2 separate regions of the Anas platyrhynchos genome follow, and region 1 is linked to region 2. Evidence: chromatin contacts called from public Hi-C data. All regions are on one chromosome and are shown on one strand. Each heading gives the region's core, a stretch centred on a gene start, on an enhancer-like site or on the middle of the called end of the contact. The rest is flanking DNA. Distances are from core to core; before and after follow the strand shown. Region 1 holds the start of GINS2 (GINS complex subunit 2). Region 2 overlaps GSE1 (Gse1 coiled-coil protein).

Evidence for each region. Hi-C and Micro-C count contacts between places; a contact is called where the count stands out from the background.
Region 1: a contact with region 2 is called in a Hi-C map of liver, with 3 times the contacts expected there. The contact joins the promoter of GINS2 here to the enhancer-like site in region 2. A contact is called at or near these places in 2 of 8 Hi-C or Micro-C datasets (liver and subcutaneous adipose tissue).

What each region holds. Positions count from the first base shown.
Region 1 is chr12:2,705,595-2,712,791 of IASCAAS_PekinDuck_T2T, forward strand. GINS2 (GINS complex subunit 2) reads right to left here and starts at 5,137. Exons shown (of 5, transcript XM_027467180.3): 1 at 4,978-5,137; 2 at 3,886-4,000; 3 at 3,428-3,527; 4 at 3,212-3,338; 5 at 2,455-2,990. The coding sequence starts at 5,067. The coding sequence ends at 2,865. It overlaps GSE1 (Gse1 coiled-coil protein), which reads left to right. Exons shown (of 17, transcript XM_038185359.2): 16 at 50-153; 17 at 500-1,122. The coding sequence ends at 634. It overlaps LOC113844962 (a long non-coding RNA gene), which reads right to left. Exons shown (of 2, transcript XR_003499995.3): 2 at 6,993-7,197.
Region 2 is chr12:2,646,296-2,653,325 of IASCAAS_PekinDuck_T2T, forward strand. All of the region lies in intron 2 of GSE1 (Gse1 coiled-coil protein), which reads left to right. Among named protein-coding and RNA genes, the nearest start is that of GSE1, 35 kb to the left of the region's middle. Within about 2 kb of position 2,891, at least 6 of the 8 cell types and tissues checked have an H3K27ac peak or open chromatin away from gene starts, as enhancers often do. A contact at or near this core is called in subcutaneous adipose tissue, where this site is marked.

The DNA.
Region 1 (7,197 bases), core at 3,887-6,386, 62 kb after region 2:
CATGGGGCTGGGTTTTGGGGCGCTCAGCCCCGTTCCCCGTGCCTTGCAGAGCAAAACCTGGAGCGCCAAGTGCTGCAGACGCAGTGCCGGCGGCTGGAGGCGCAGCACTACAGCCTGAGCCTGACGGCCGAGCAGCTCTCGCACAGCATGGCGGTGAGTGGGGGGCACCCCAAAAGTGGGGTGAGGGCCCGTCCTCCTGTCGGGGCACCCCTCCTCCTGCCCCATCCTCCTGCAGTGCCCCCATCTTCCTACAGGACCCCATCCCCTTTTGGTGTCCCCATATTCCTGCAGTTCCCCATCCCCCTTTGGTGTCCCCATCCTCCTGCCATGCCCCCGTTCCCTTTTGGTGCCCCTAACCCCCTTTTGGTGCCCCTAACCCCCTTTTGGAGCCCCCCATCCCCGTACCCCTCACCGCACGGTGCGGCCAACCCAACCCCTCTCCCCGCCACAACCCCCGTCCCCACCCCACAACCCCCCTGACCCCACTGTTTCCTCGCAGGAGCTGCGTTCCCAAAAGCAGAAGCTGGCCTCGGAGCGCGAGCGGCTGCAGGCGGAGCTGGATCACCTGCGGAAGTGCCTTGCCTTGCCCGCCCTGCAGTGGTCTCGGGGTTATTTCAAGGGGTACCCCAGGTGACGCTCCCCGGGCTGGGCCAGAACACATAGTCTAGAAATAATAATCTATTTTATTACCTGGAATATTTAATATTTTTCACTGGGAGGTTTGAAGCTAAAAAATAATAAAATAATTAAAAAAAAAAAAACAAACAACACACACACGCGAAAAAAAAAAAAAAAAGGAACTTCAAACGGAGAATGTGCCATGCATGAAGCAAAAAGGAAGGCGGGAGCCGGGCGCTCACCCCGTCCCCGTCCTTGGGGGCGACCCCCCCCGCACCCCCAACACTTTATATAGCTCATTTTTTTGTTTTTTAATTAAAAAAAAATCCGATTATAAAAACTCCGCCGACAACACTAAAAGCCGGAGGAGCCCCGCGGGGCCGGTGGCAGGGGGGTGTCCCCCCCATACACCCCAAAACGTGTCCCCAACCCCCCCACCCCCTTACCGTGGGGTTTCCCCCTGGAAAATGCACTTGGCTCTCAAATAAAGTCCGTGAACTCCTGGAGGCACCTTCTTCTTCCTCTGCGGCAGGCGGGGGGGGGTTTGGGGTTGTGGGGGGCTTTTTTTTCCTGCAATTCGAGTCAAAAAAAAAGAAAAAAAAAGGTGCTTCAGCCTTGTACTGTGTATATATATTAAAGAAAGACAAAGTTTTGTATGTTTTGATTGCTTTAATTGTTGTTATAAAAAGCTTGCCTTTTTTTTTTTAACGTTTCTTCTTTTTTTTTTTTAATTTTGGCCTTGGTTTCTCCCCTTTCCTCCCAGCCCTTTTTCTCTCTTTTTTTTTTTTTTTGGCACAAGGACTTGCTTTTAGCACTGCTGCTGGTCAGGGCAGAAAAGCTAGAAAAGAAATTGAGAAAAAAAAGAAAGAATTGAAAAAACAAATCCCATTTCCACTGGGGCAGGTGCTGTCACACCACAGCCCCCCCCCCTTCCCCATCCCTCCAATTCTGATTGTTTTTTCCCTTTTCCCTTTGGTTTCTGTCTTTTTTTGGGTCCCTCCAAGCACTGGGGCAGCTGCGGTGCTGCATGGGGGGTGGGGGTGAGTCCCAATGTCCCAATCCTAAAACCAGCAGGGGCTGCACGGGGTTGGAAAGGGGCAGCACGGGGAAGGGGGACCCAACCCCACTGCAGCGGGCACAGCCCCAAAATCCCCCTAAATCCCCCAAAATCCCCCAAAATCCCAAAACAATCAGACAGAGTGAAGGGAAGGCGTTTGGGCAGGGGAAATGGGGGCACACCCTGAGGCTGGGCGCATGCCTGGCTCCTTGGGGTGCTCCCCAAACCTTCCCCTTCCCCGAGTGCCAGGCTGGGAAAAAGAGGTTGGGGATGGAAAAATCGTGGGCAAAATTTCTCCCCCGCAGCTCCCACGCTGAGAATTCCCCCCCACAGCAGCCCAAAATCGAGTTTTTGACCCTGTGCTCGCAGCTTCTCAGGAGGATTCCCCCCGGGTCCTGTCTCTTTGTCCCCACCCCGCGTGGAAATCACTGGAGCGGTAACAGGCAGAGCCAGGAGAGGGCAGGAAAAGCAGGGAGGTAACAGAAAACAAGGAAATAATTGGGAAAAAGAAGAAAAAAAAGCACTAAACCTGTTCTATCTGTACTTATTTGGATTAATTGTAATGGAATATATCATTTATCGAATGTAGTGGTTAGCTATTTAGGAACACAGGGCTGGAATTGCTGGAAACGTCCACAGAAATAAAAGCTTCAACGATGGCAAAGGATTCTTCCTGCCCCAGCAGCCAGGGGGAAGCTGCCCTGCTCCCACGTTGCTCAGCCCACGTTGTTTGCCCCCCCCAGCACCGTTTGACCCCCAGATGGAAAAAAAAACGTGAGGAAATTCAGCGCGGCTCGCTCAGTGGCCGCTCGCTTCTTTATTTTTAGTTTCAGCCACAAATAAAAATGAGATCTCGTACAAAACAGCCTGGGCGGGAGAGGGAAAACCCTTTCCTTTTGTCCTCCTGCACAGGGAGCAGCCGGAGGTTGCTGATCTCCCCGGCGCACGCCTCGGGCTCCTCTTCTCATGGCTCTGAGCGGATTCTCGGCGAAGCGCCGCCTCGAAATTCCTCTCTCCCAAGCCGGCGCGTGGCCTGTGCTGCCCTCAGAAGTTCCCTCTCCGAAGCACAGCCACGCCGGGCAGGGCAGGGAGCTCTGCCTGCCGCCAGAGAGCAGCCGAGCAGAGAGCAGCTCCCCGGCAGGCTCTGAATTTCCCCCACTCTCCGGGGGAAGGTTTGAGGGCGGGCGCCTCAGAAATCCTGCGACTGGGAGCTGTGGGAGGGCTGCAGGTTGGTGCGCAGCTTGTACATGTGGTCCAGGGCTTGCGTGAGGAACGTCCCGATGGTGTTGATCTCCATCAGGGTCAGGTTATCCAGCTGGAAAGAGAGAAAAAGCCACAAAATTTGAGGCCCTGATGATGCGGGAGATGAGGAACGCAGCCAACAGCTCCGCAGCGCTCATTTTCCCTCGGTGCCACCCCAAAGGACAACCCGGCTGCACCCAGGGGGGCAGGAGAAGCGCAGAACCCGCAGGATTTCTCTCCCCACCCCTCGGGGGATCCACGAGCAGAGCTGCCGAGCCCCCGCTGCCCCCAAACCTTGGCGTGAGCCTCCTGCTGCCGGACGAAGCTGTCGGCGGACAGGCGCAGCTTGGCCATGCGCGTGTCCCACGTGTCCTTCACCAGCGTGCGGATCTCGTCGGCCTTGGGGATGTTGTCGGAGGCGCTGGGGGGAAAAAAAAAAAAGGATGCTGCAAACAAAACCCTGAGAAATCGTCCGGGTGAACACGCACCCCAAAATGTCCCCACGCTTACTAGTTTAACAGCAGCTTCGTCAGCTCCATGTAGTAGGGGCTGGGCATGGGGGTGAAGGTGTCCTCTTTGCGTTCCTGGTCCCGTATTTCCTCCAGTTTTTCTGCAAGGCAGCCAGGAGCGGTCAGGAGGAGAAAAAAAAGGCAAAAAGGCAGGCTGGTTTTGCAGAACCGAGCCCGCGAGCTGAACTCAGGTAAATGCAGAGAGTGTGAAGGGAGAAAAAAGGTTCCCGGGTGAAGGAAAAAGCCCCAACGCCCGTCCCGGGGGCTGGCAGCTGCTGCACCAGGGCAAGCTGTGCCTGATCTGCCCAGGAAGATTTCGTTTTTTTTTGCGAAAATAAATCAAAAGGAGGGAAATCAGCTCCTTCTCTCAGTGTTAACTCGTGTCTGGTGAATTCAGCTCCATGTTACCAGCAGATGCCCGTGGGTTTTTGTCTTTCCCTCGCCCCCGCTGAAGCTCACCCACGTCCATCCACTCCGGGGGCACCAGGCGGCATTTCTGCCTCTGCTTCAGGTTGATGGCCAGCCACAGCGGCACCTCCACCGGCAGCCCCGGATTGAAAGGGCCCAGGTCCCCCTGCAAGAGGGATGGGAGAGGGAAATACGGTGAGGGAAAGGGCTCGGGCACTGCAGCGCCCTGCTCCTCTGGCTTCTGGGGAGTTATTAGGGGATTTGGAGAGGTCTGAGCCGGGCAGTGCCTCAATTTCCACCTCCTGCTCCCCACGCCCCCTCCCAGCCCCTGCCCCTTCAGTCCCCCCACACCTCCACCCCCCAGCCCCGCAGCCCCTGAGCCCAGCCTCCCCCAATCCTCACTCCAAATCCCCCAACCCCGGTCTCAAACGCCCCGATCCTGACCCCAAATACCTCATCCCCTGACCTTAACCCCCCCCCAGCTCTGAACCCCAAATTCCCTCAGTCCCAGACTCAAATCTACTAGCCCTGACCCCAAAATCCCTGATCCTGGCCCCAAATTCCCCAACTTTGACCCCAAAACCCCCAGCCCCTGACCCCAAACCCCCCAACCATGACCCCACATCCTCCAAGCCCCATCCCGAAAATCACCTTTCCCCTGGCCCCAAATCCCCGCCCCTGTCCCCCAAACTCCCATTTCTGACCCCAAATCCCCCGATCCTGCCCCCAAGCCCCCTCAGCTCTGTTCCCCTGATCCCCCAACCCCTGTCCCCCAAAACATCTTTCCCCTGACCCCAAAACCCCCATCCCTGACCCCAAAACCCCATCCCTGACCCAAAACCCCCATCCCTGACCCCAAAACCCCCATCCCTGACCCCAAATTCCCCATCCCTGACCCCAAAACCCCCATCCCTGACCCCATATCCCCAGATCCTGCCTCTAAACCCCCCCTTTCTGCCCCCAACCCCCCAATCCCTGCCCCCAGCCCCCCTCAGCTCCTCCCCTCCCAACCCCCAACCCCCGCCCCCCGCAGCGGCCTTCCCCTGCCCCCAAACCCCCATTTCTGACCCCAAAACCCCCATTTTTCACCCCAAACCCCCCGTTTCTCCCCCCAGGCCCCCGTTTCTGCCCCCGGCCCCGCACCCCGATGAGGTGCACTCGGTCCATGCTGAAGCTGGGCACGATCGTCACCAGCTCCTGCTCGGCCAGGAACTCCGCCTCAGCCGGCTCCATGGCGACGGCACCGGAACCGGAAGCGGAAGCGGAACCGGCTCTGGGCCCGCCACGCTCCCGCCCTCCCCATTGGCTGCGCGGCCTCTAAGCCCCGCCCACCTCTCCCGCTTCCCGCCGCCGGCCGCTTTTTCGCGCTCTCCGCTTGGGGGCGGGACGCGGCGTGGCTCGGAGCTCTCTGATTGGTTAACCCGTCTCGCCCTTGACTTCCCATTGGCTGCCGCGCGGAGAGGGGAGGTGCGCGCCGCTAGCCGCGGGACCAATCCGAACGCGTCCGCGGGGGAGCATCGACCAATCAGCGCTCAGCACTTGTTGCCAGGGCGCCGCGGGGGCAGACTCCTCCTCCCCGGTGCTGCACATGCGCAGTGCGCCCCGCTCCCTGCTGCTCACTGCTGCCCCCTGGCGGCCGGGGCGGGCAGCGCCACGCAGGGACCCCCGGGACCCCCCAGGACCCCCCCAGGACCCCGTTATGGGACCCCCCGTCCGCCCCCAGCCCTGCCCCTGTGTCCCCGGGAGGCTGCACACGGGCAGGTGCTGCCTGGTGTACAGGGGTCTGCTTCCCTGCTGCTGCACGGGGATCTGTCCATCCGTCTGTCTGTCTGTCTGTGCATCCACCCATCCATCCATCTGTCCATCCATAATCCATCCACCCGTCCACCCACCCACCCATCCATCTACCCACCCAGTCACCCACCCATGCTCCCATTCAATCACCCATCCACCCATCCTCTTACCCATCCATCCATCTACCCCTTTGTCCGTCCGTCCGTCCGTCCGTCCATCCACCCATCCATCCATCCATCCATCCACCCACCCCACCATCTACCCATCCAGCCACACGTGCACCCATCCACCCACCCATCCATCTATCTACCCACCCATCCTTCCTTCCATCCTTCCTTCCTTCCTTCCACTCACCCACCCACTCACCTACCCATCCATTCACCCACTTGCATACCCACCCACCTATCCACCCATCCATCTACCCTCCCATCCATCCATTCATCCTCCTGTCCATCCATCCAACCACCCACCCACCCATCCACCAATCCACCCACCCATCCATCTACCCACCTACCCATCCAACCACCCAACCACCCATCTACCCATCCATCTACCCACTTATCCATGCAACCACCCACCCACCCCTCCACCCACCCATCCATCCATCTCTCCATCCCTCCATCCATCTGTCTTCCCACCCACCTACCTACCCATCCATCCACCAACTTGTCCACCCACCCACCCACCCCGCCATCTACCATTCCACCCACCCACCCACCCATCCATCCATCCTCCCACCCATCCATCCATCCATCTACCCACCTAGCCACACAACCACCCACCCATCCCTCCATCCCTCTTTCCATCCATCCATCCATCCCTCCATCCATCCATCCCTCCATCCATCTATCTTCCCACCCACCCACCCACCCACCTACCTACCCATCCATCCACCAACTTGTCCACCCACCCACCCCGCCATCTACCATTCCATCCATCCATCCATCCTCCCACCCATCCATCCATCTACCCAACAACCCACCCACCCATCCACCCACCCACCCATCCATCCATCCATCCATCCATCCATCCATCCATCCATCCATCCATCCATCCATCCATCCATCCATCCATCCATCCATCCATCCATCCATCCATCCATCCATCCATCCATCCTCCCACCCATCCATCTACCCACCTAGCCACACAGCCACCCACCCATCCACCCATCCCTCCATCCCTCCTTCCACCCATCCATCCATCCATCCATCCATCCACCCACCCACTCACCCACCCACCCACCCCCCACACCCATCCCTCCACCCCCCCACGCACCCCCGTCCCCCCCCACCTCTCCCCACCCCACCCCGGGGGTGCCCCCGTCGTGGCGCGGTCCCCGCGGTGCCACCAGCACGCAGCACGGCTCCTCGGGACGCTTTATGAACGGCTGTGCCATGCCGCGAACACACTCGGGTGCCTTTTGCCATCTGCTGCTGGCATTAAAAAATTAAATTTCCATCTGCTTTCACACACCAGCCTCTGGGGGGGGGGCGAAGGGGGCTTCTTGGCCAAGCTGCTCCCCAAAAAGCGTCGTCCCCGGGGTGATTTTGGGGTCTCCGGTGCCCCCCT
Region 2 (7,030 bases), core at 1,641-4,140:
GTGGAAAGCTGCTTTTTGCCTGGTCATGGAGGTGGCTAGAGGGGGCTCGGCCGGGTGCTGGGCCCAGGATGGGGCTTGCTTTGTGCCGGCTGAGGTTTTGGTGAATCGGGCTGCCAGACTTTAACGAGCCTGAAATCATTTCGTTATTGCTTTGGAACACGATTTCCAGCGGGCGCTCACTTGGCCAGGTACAGGCAGGGTTTTTGGGGAGCCAGCTCCTTCCATCACGGCGATTTTTCAGCACTGTGATCCTGGAGGCTTCTCGGGGAGATGCTGGGGGGTTTCTTGCTTTTTAAATTATTATTATTATTATTTTGGAATATGCACACCCCATATTTCATCGTCGGAACCGGCCAAAGCTCCAGCACTACTTTTGGAACGCCGGCTCGTGGAGGCACCCCGGCGTGGAACATTTCAGCCTGAGGAATTCGGGTTCGGGTCTGGCAGAGTCCGGAGAGCTGGGAAACGGGGGGCTGACAGCGAGAAATACTGAGGGGGCTCGGGCATCGCCCCCATCCAGGCCAGCTCCAGGTGCAGGCGTGCGGTGCCGTGCGCGGGCACGTGTGTGTGCGTGAGCGTGGAGATGCTGACAAAGCCATAAACCCATTCACTAGGAAAATTAAAAAAAATTAACAGGCATTGGCTCGCTCTAGATTAGTAAAGGCAGCGAGATAAAAGTGGCTCTTTATACCTTGTGAGAATTGCTGATAAGGGCATTTGTTCCTCCGGATCCTTGAGAAAGAATGCCATGAAAATTTAAAATAGAATGGGGAAAAAAAGGAGGGGAGGGGGTGAGGAATGGTGGGACTGGGGGAGGTGGGGGCGTCACGGGCAGGGTGGGCACCACGGGCAGGGGGGCACCACGGGCAGTGGGGTGCTGTGGTTTTGGAGGGGTTGTGGCTGGATGCTGCCCTCCAGCCCCTCTTTTAGGGTTTGGGGGCACTCGGGCTGGGTGCACAGCAGCCCGGGTCAGCCCCCCCATATTTCAGGGGTTGTTTTTCCCCGCTGTGAAGCCCCCCCTGCTGTGGTCTCTGCATCTCCTCCCGGAGAGCTGCAAGTTCATGGCCGGCAGCGCTGGGCCCAAATTCCTCTCCGGAGCCTCGCGGGCTGCTCCGCACGCCGGACAGGCTCGGCAGGACCTCGACCTTCCCCGAGGACTCGTGCCGCCTGTTAAGGACCGGTGGTTTCCCTCTCTGGCCACGCAGCTCATTTTTGGGGGCTCTCCGAGCCCCTCGGTCACCAGCGTGCGGGCAGAGCCCCGTGGAGTTGTGGTTGGGGTGGCACGGGGGTGGCCACCGCCTTCCCATCCCCAGGGAGGGTAGATTGCTGGGTCCCCCTTCCTGTGCCCTGTGCAAGGGGTTTTTGGGGTGCATGGAGGGGGCTGGGTGCCAGCATCCTCACAAACAGCACCCCGAGGTGGTGCCAGCCCCGTGGCCCCCCCTGTGGGGTCTGTGCTGGTGCCAGCCCTGGGTGCGTGTGGTGGCACCTCCGTGGGGTCCTCACCGACCAGGAGGGGATCCCGCCCGTGCCCTGTGCTTGGATGGAGGTCCCAGCATGTGGGGAAGGGGGGGAGACCCCATTTGAGGTGGAGGTGGCCCTGCTGCCCCTATCTTTTGCCCCCCCCTCCCCACTGATGCTGGGTATGGGGTCAGCACCCAGCTCCTCACCCCACGCAAACCAACGGCTGCCCCCCATTCCCCCCTAAGCCCCCCCACCCCCCTTTCCCCACTCTGCCATCATACAGCCCCCCCTTGGCACCCCAATCCCCTTGGGGAGGTGGGGGGGGGCCCTCAATCCCCTTGGAGAGGTCCCTCCCCATCCCCACCTCCCCCCCCAACCCCCCAGCTTTTCCAAAGGGGGCGCAAGGGGGACTTGACCCCAGCTCCCCTCGGGTCCTCCCCCCTCGGGAAGGTGCCAGCCGGGGCCGCCCCCCCGCGGGGCGCTGCCCTGCCCGGCCCGGCCCCCGGTGAGTCACGCTCCAGCCGTGCGCTCCCGGGGCGGCGGGCGGGCGCCGAGGGAAGCAGGAAGCGGCGGGGGAAGGCACGGCACGGCTCGGCTCGGCACGGCTCGGCACGGCTCCTCTCCGCTCCCTTTCGCCCTGCCGGGCCCCGCTCCGGCGCCTCCCGGGCCCGTCCCCCCCCCTCCCCATCCCTCTGCGCGCAGCGCTCCGTGCCCATCCATGGACGAGCGCGGCCCCCGGTGGACGGCGCGGCCGCTGGGTGAGTGCTGCGCCCCCGTGCGCCCCCCCCCCCTCCCCGGGACCCCCCCGGGTGCCCCCGAGCTCTGTTGCCCCCTCCCCACGGTCCGTTTTATGCCCCCCGACCCCTTCACCCCATAACAGCACTGGGGTGGGGTGGGTGCCCCCGGCCTCTCCGAGCCCCCCCTCTCCAAGCAGGAGGGGTGCTGGGGGGGGGCAAGGTGTGGGGGTGACAACTGGGGGGTGCCCCCCTTCGGTGACCCGCCTGCTGCGTCTCCAGGGGGGGCGCACGGGGTCGTGGCACCCGGTGGGTGCTGCCTGGCTCTTGGTGGGTCACCGGGTCCTTGTGGGGGGGGGACAAGGGGCTTTTTGTCCCCAAGGTGAGGACACAAGAGGCCACCCCCGCTGCGCCGGTGTCAGGGTGCTGGGGATACCCTGGGGGTGCCACCAGTCGGTGCCAGTGACCTTGGCACGGCTCCGTGCCCTGCTCTTGGCACTCTCCCCCCCTCGTCGTAGGGCTGGGCCTCGGTTTCCCCACGGGGCAGCGGGCAGCCCGTGCCTTACCGCCGTCCCCAAACGTCCCCCGCCACCTCCGGGAGCCTTTTGCCACCCTCTCCGTGCCGAGGGGGGAGCCCGGCTAACGTGCGCCGCGTCGCCCTTTCCGCGGGGTGAGGTCACGGCCTCCCAGTCTCGCCCATCTCCCGGGCTAATCGTCTCCCGGCGTGTTTATCTGCTCGGTTCCAGCCTCGCTCTTCCAGCCCTGCCTTGCCCTTCGCCCCGGGGCCCGACGGGTCGCCTCGCCGGCTCCCTAATAACCTGGGCGCTTCGGCACCTGGGTGCCCTGCCCCAGCCCTGCTCCTGCTTTGCATGGCGAGGCCGCGGTGGGTGCCAGCACCTGAGGTGGGTGCCGGCACCCTCCTGCCCTCCCCGTCCTCTGGAGAGCACCTCCTGGGTGCAGCAGAGCGAATGCCCGGCCTTCCTCTTCCTCCTCTCCTCCTCCTCCTCCTCCAGCCAAGCGCGGCGGAGGCTCCCCAGCGGTCGCGGGGGTGCCGAGGGGATGCTTGGAGGGGGGCGTCGGGGTACCCGGGCGGGAGCTGCGGAGGAGTTAATGGAGGGAAAAGGCAGCGGGAAGGCAGCGGCGCCTCTTCCTGCGAGCGCCCGCGCGCCTGCGCGCCGGCCGAGCAGATGGGTGAGCCTGTGTGGTTTGTGGGTGTGCCCCCGCGGGGCCGGCTGCGTGCGAGGCAGGCGTGCGCGAGGCCGCGTGCGTGTGCATGCGTGTGGGGTGTGTGTGTGTGTGTGTGAGCCCGGCAGTGTTTGCCTAACCTTGCGGGGAGGTGCCGGGTTTGGGGAGGGGGATTTGGCACGGCCACGCTGGGCCAGCTGGGGTGTGAGGCTCCCGTGCAGCGCAGGGGGGGGATTTGGGGTGTGCGTGCACACGCGTGTGCAAGCACTTGGAGCCCTGTGGCGTGTGCTGAGCGCTGCTGGGGGGGCGTGCACCCAGGGGGGGCGTGCGCAAGCGTGTGCGCACCGGTGGGAGCGTGCAGGAGCGTGCACACCCAGGCCTTTTGCAACGAGGGGAGCGTGTGTGCATGCGTGTGTGTGTGTGTGTGTGTGTGTGTGTGTGTGTGCTGGCTCCGGGGCAGGGAGAATTACAGTGGAGACAGTGGCTTTGGCGGGGGGCCAGGGCTCCTGCCGTCTCGGGGAGGGTTGGGGAGGGGGGGGGACGGGCAGGGTGCCGCGGGACGCGCAGCTCGGCGGCAGCAGCAGGCCGTTTTTATCGCTTCCTGACACGCTCGCGGCCCTGCGTGGGGCTGCAGGTTTCGGGGGGAAGCTCCGGAGCAAGGGGTGTGGGGGGGTGCTTTTAATTTCCCTTCTCCTTGCTCCTTCTCCGAGCCCCCAGACCCTCTGTGGCACCAGCCGTGCACCCCGGCACCACGGGGGGGTCGGGCAAGGAAGCGGGTGCTGCAGCAGGAGGAGGGCTGGGGGCATTTGGGGGGGCTTTATTTTGGGGTGGGGGGGTCTCCACCCATGCTGGCTGTGTCTGGATGGGGTGTGCTGGGTGCAACGGGGCACTTCGGGGTGGGGGGCACCGTGCCGGGGGTCACACTCCCGTCCCCAACTCCTGTCCCCAAGCCCCAGCTGTGGGTGTCCCGGGGAGGAGGGGAGGGGAACCGCGTGCCCTGGGGGGGTCACGGGGCAGCTCAGGGGTTGGCCAGAGGTGCCGGAGGGGGGGCGAAGGGCAGCGAGGCCAGGGGTCGGGGGGGGCCGCGGGGACAAAGCTTGGCAGGGCGCGAGCGCGCGTGGTTCGGTGTGACCGCTCCGGGAAGGCTGCCAAGGGGATTGCCCTTGAAATAGCACTTTCCGTGCCCTGGCTTCCCTCGCTGCTCAGCCCGGGGGGGTTGGGGGGGGGCCTGCGGTGACGGTGCCGGGGGTGTGGGGGCCTCTCAGCTCCCTGCAGCCCCCCCCCTTTGCCATCCCGGCACCCGAAATGCGGGCGGTTGCAGCGGGAGGAAGCGCCCCCGTTGCTCCCGCGCCGATAACGCGGGCGCATTATCGCGGGGCCTCCTGCACCACGGCCCCCCCCCGCCACCACCAACCAACCCCCCTCCCACCCCGCTCCCTTATCTGCCTCCCCTCATCTGCCTCGGCCGTTGTCCCCGGCTCTGCTCACGCCCCCCCCTCGGCCCCCACAACGCCCACGGGGTCGGCCCTTGGGCGGCCGCCGCGGCCCCGCTGCTTGGCAGCGTGCCCCCTGGCTCCTTTTTGAAGTTGGAAATCCATTTAAGTCAAGAGGAGGGAAAGTTATTGCCGCTAAAGCCCCTCGCGTTTAGCACTAAATCCTCTTTGCTGCTCCGGCACAGCCTCTTAGCACCGGCGGGGCCGTGCCGGTGTCTCCATGGGGGGGGGGAACCAGGCTGCCGTGCCCCCCTTCCCCGGCACCCCGCGGCCTTGCCGTGTTGGGAAGGGTTTTTGGGGCTGGGAGCGAGCTTTGGGAGCATCGCCACGGCTTGCTGCCACCTCCTTGCCCACGCTGACCCCATCCAGAAAGGGGTTTCTCCTGGTGGCACCGCTGCTTTGCCACCCCCGTGTCCCCATGTCCCCTGTGGGGTGGGTGGCACAGCGCGGCAGCTCGCCCCCCACCCCGATCCCATGCAGCGGGGGCAGGCTGAGACCGTCGGGGTCAACACCAGGAGCGTGCCCCCAGCCCTCTCCCTGCCATCCGTTTGCTCTCAGTGCCCAAAATCCCTCTCCACAACCCCAGGAGCCTCCCCCGTGCCCCCACACCCCCCATCCTGCCACCCCCTGGGGGCTGCTCGTGTCCCCAGGTGCCCAGGCGAGGCGGGGGCCGCGCTCCCCCAGGCGCCCTGGTGTCTCCAGCACGGAGAGCTCGCTGGGGCGGCGCGGCAGCGATTTGATTTGATTATTTTCCCTTCTCCAGAGCTGGCGATATTTAAATATTAATGCCTGCCTCTAATTGCTGTGTCAGAGGAGCGAGTGCAAGGGGGGGGGGGGTAGGCAGCGCCAGCTCGTTTTTTTGTTGTCTGGGGGAGTGTTTGCAGAGGGGGAGCTGTTTGGGTGTGTGTTTTTCCTCCGTGGGGATCCGCTCAGCCCCGGAGCAGCGCCGTGCCGCCGCCGCCTGGGTGGCACCTCGGTGTTGGGTGGCCTCGGGTGCTGGGGATGGGGACAGATGGGTGGCAAAGGGAGGGAGCAGCGTGCCCGGAGCCGGCGTGCGGGTGACAGCCGGCAGCTTCCTGGGGCCGAGCTCCTCTTCGCCCTTGGACACGTCCCCGCTCCCCGGGAAGCCGCCGCCAGCAGGAGGAACGCAGGCGAGGTGCAGCAGGCGCCGTGGGCGGCGAGCTGGGGCCGTGCCCGGTGTGCTTCAGCCTGGCAGATGGAGGAGCCGAGGGGGATCCGTGCCCCAAAAACTGGAGGGAGGGGGGCGAGGAGCTTGGAGGAGAAGGAGGTGCCCCGTGAACCCCATCGGGGTGCGCGCCGGGGTGCCATCGGGGTGCCGTCGGGGTGCCATCGGGGTGCCACCCCTCAGCAGCCACCCCGTGGGCACCAAACCGTCCCGCCTGCCCAGCCCCAAAATATTTACGGCATCACCAAATCGTGCCACCCTATCCAAAAGGAGCTGCGGCGAGCCCGGGGAGCTCTGCACGTGGCGGGGCTGCGCGAAAACGGGGGCGCGCGCGCACCGCCGGGGCCGGGAGAGTTAACCACAGCCGGGGGGGGGAGAGAGAGAGAGAGAGGGAGAGCGCAGTCAGATGCTTGTGCGCTCGCTTCCTGTAATAAAGCGCACGCCGGCGTGCTTGTCACCTGCTCTCTGTTGTGCTGCCAAGCGGCAGACATGCCGCTTCTTGCTGCGGGCCCTGGCGCGCTCTCCTCGCCGCCTCTCCTCCCTCCTGCCCGCCCCGGGCGCGCGCCCCGTGCCAGCGCGGCCTTAGCAGGTGTTTTTGGGGAGGGCGCGCCGTGCCTGTTGCCGCACGCCCCGTGGGGGTGGAGGCCGTTTAACTGTTCCTCCTTGTCCCCCCCCCCCTTTCGCTCCTCTCCGCCTCCCCCGGGGCGTAGCGGCACCGCTGCGGGTCAGGCCGGTGGCACCCAGCCCGAATTTAGGGTTTGGGGCGCGCGGCACGTGGGGCGCACCGGCAGCTCCTGGTTTGTGGGTCGTGGAGCCTCCTGGGGGTTTTATGGGGTGTGGATCCCCTCTGCTTGCCCTGAAAGCTCTCCGGAGCCCCCAGCGGGTCTGATCGCCCCAAAACCAGTGACCCCCCCCGCTGGGGGCGCAGCCGAAACGTCGCCGTCCCCATTAACCCGCAGGCGCTGCTGACC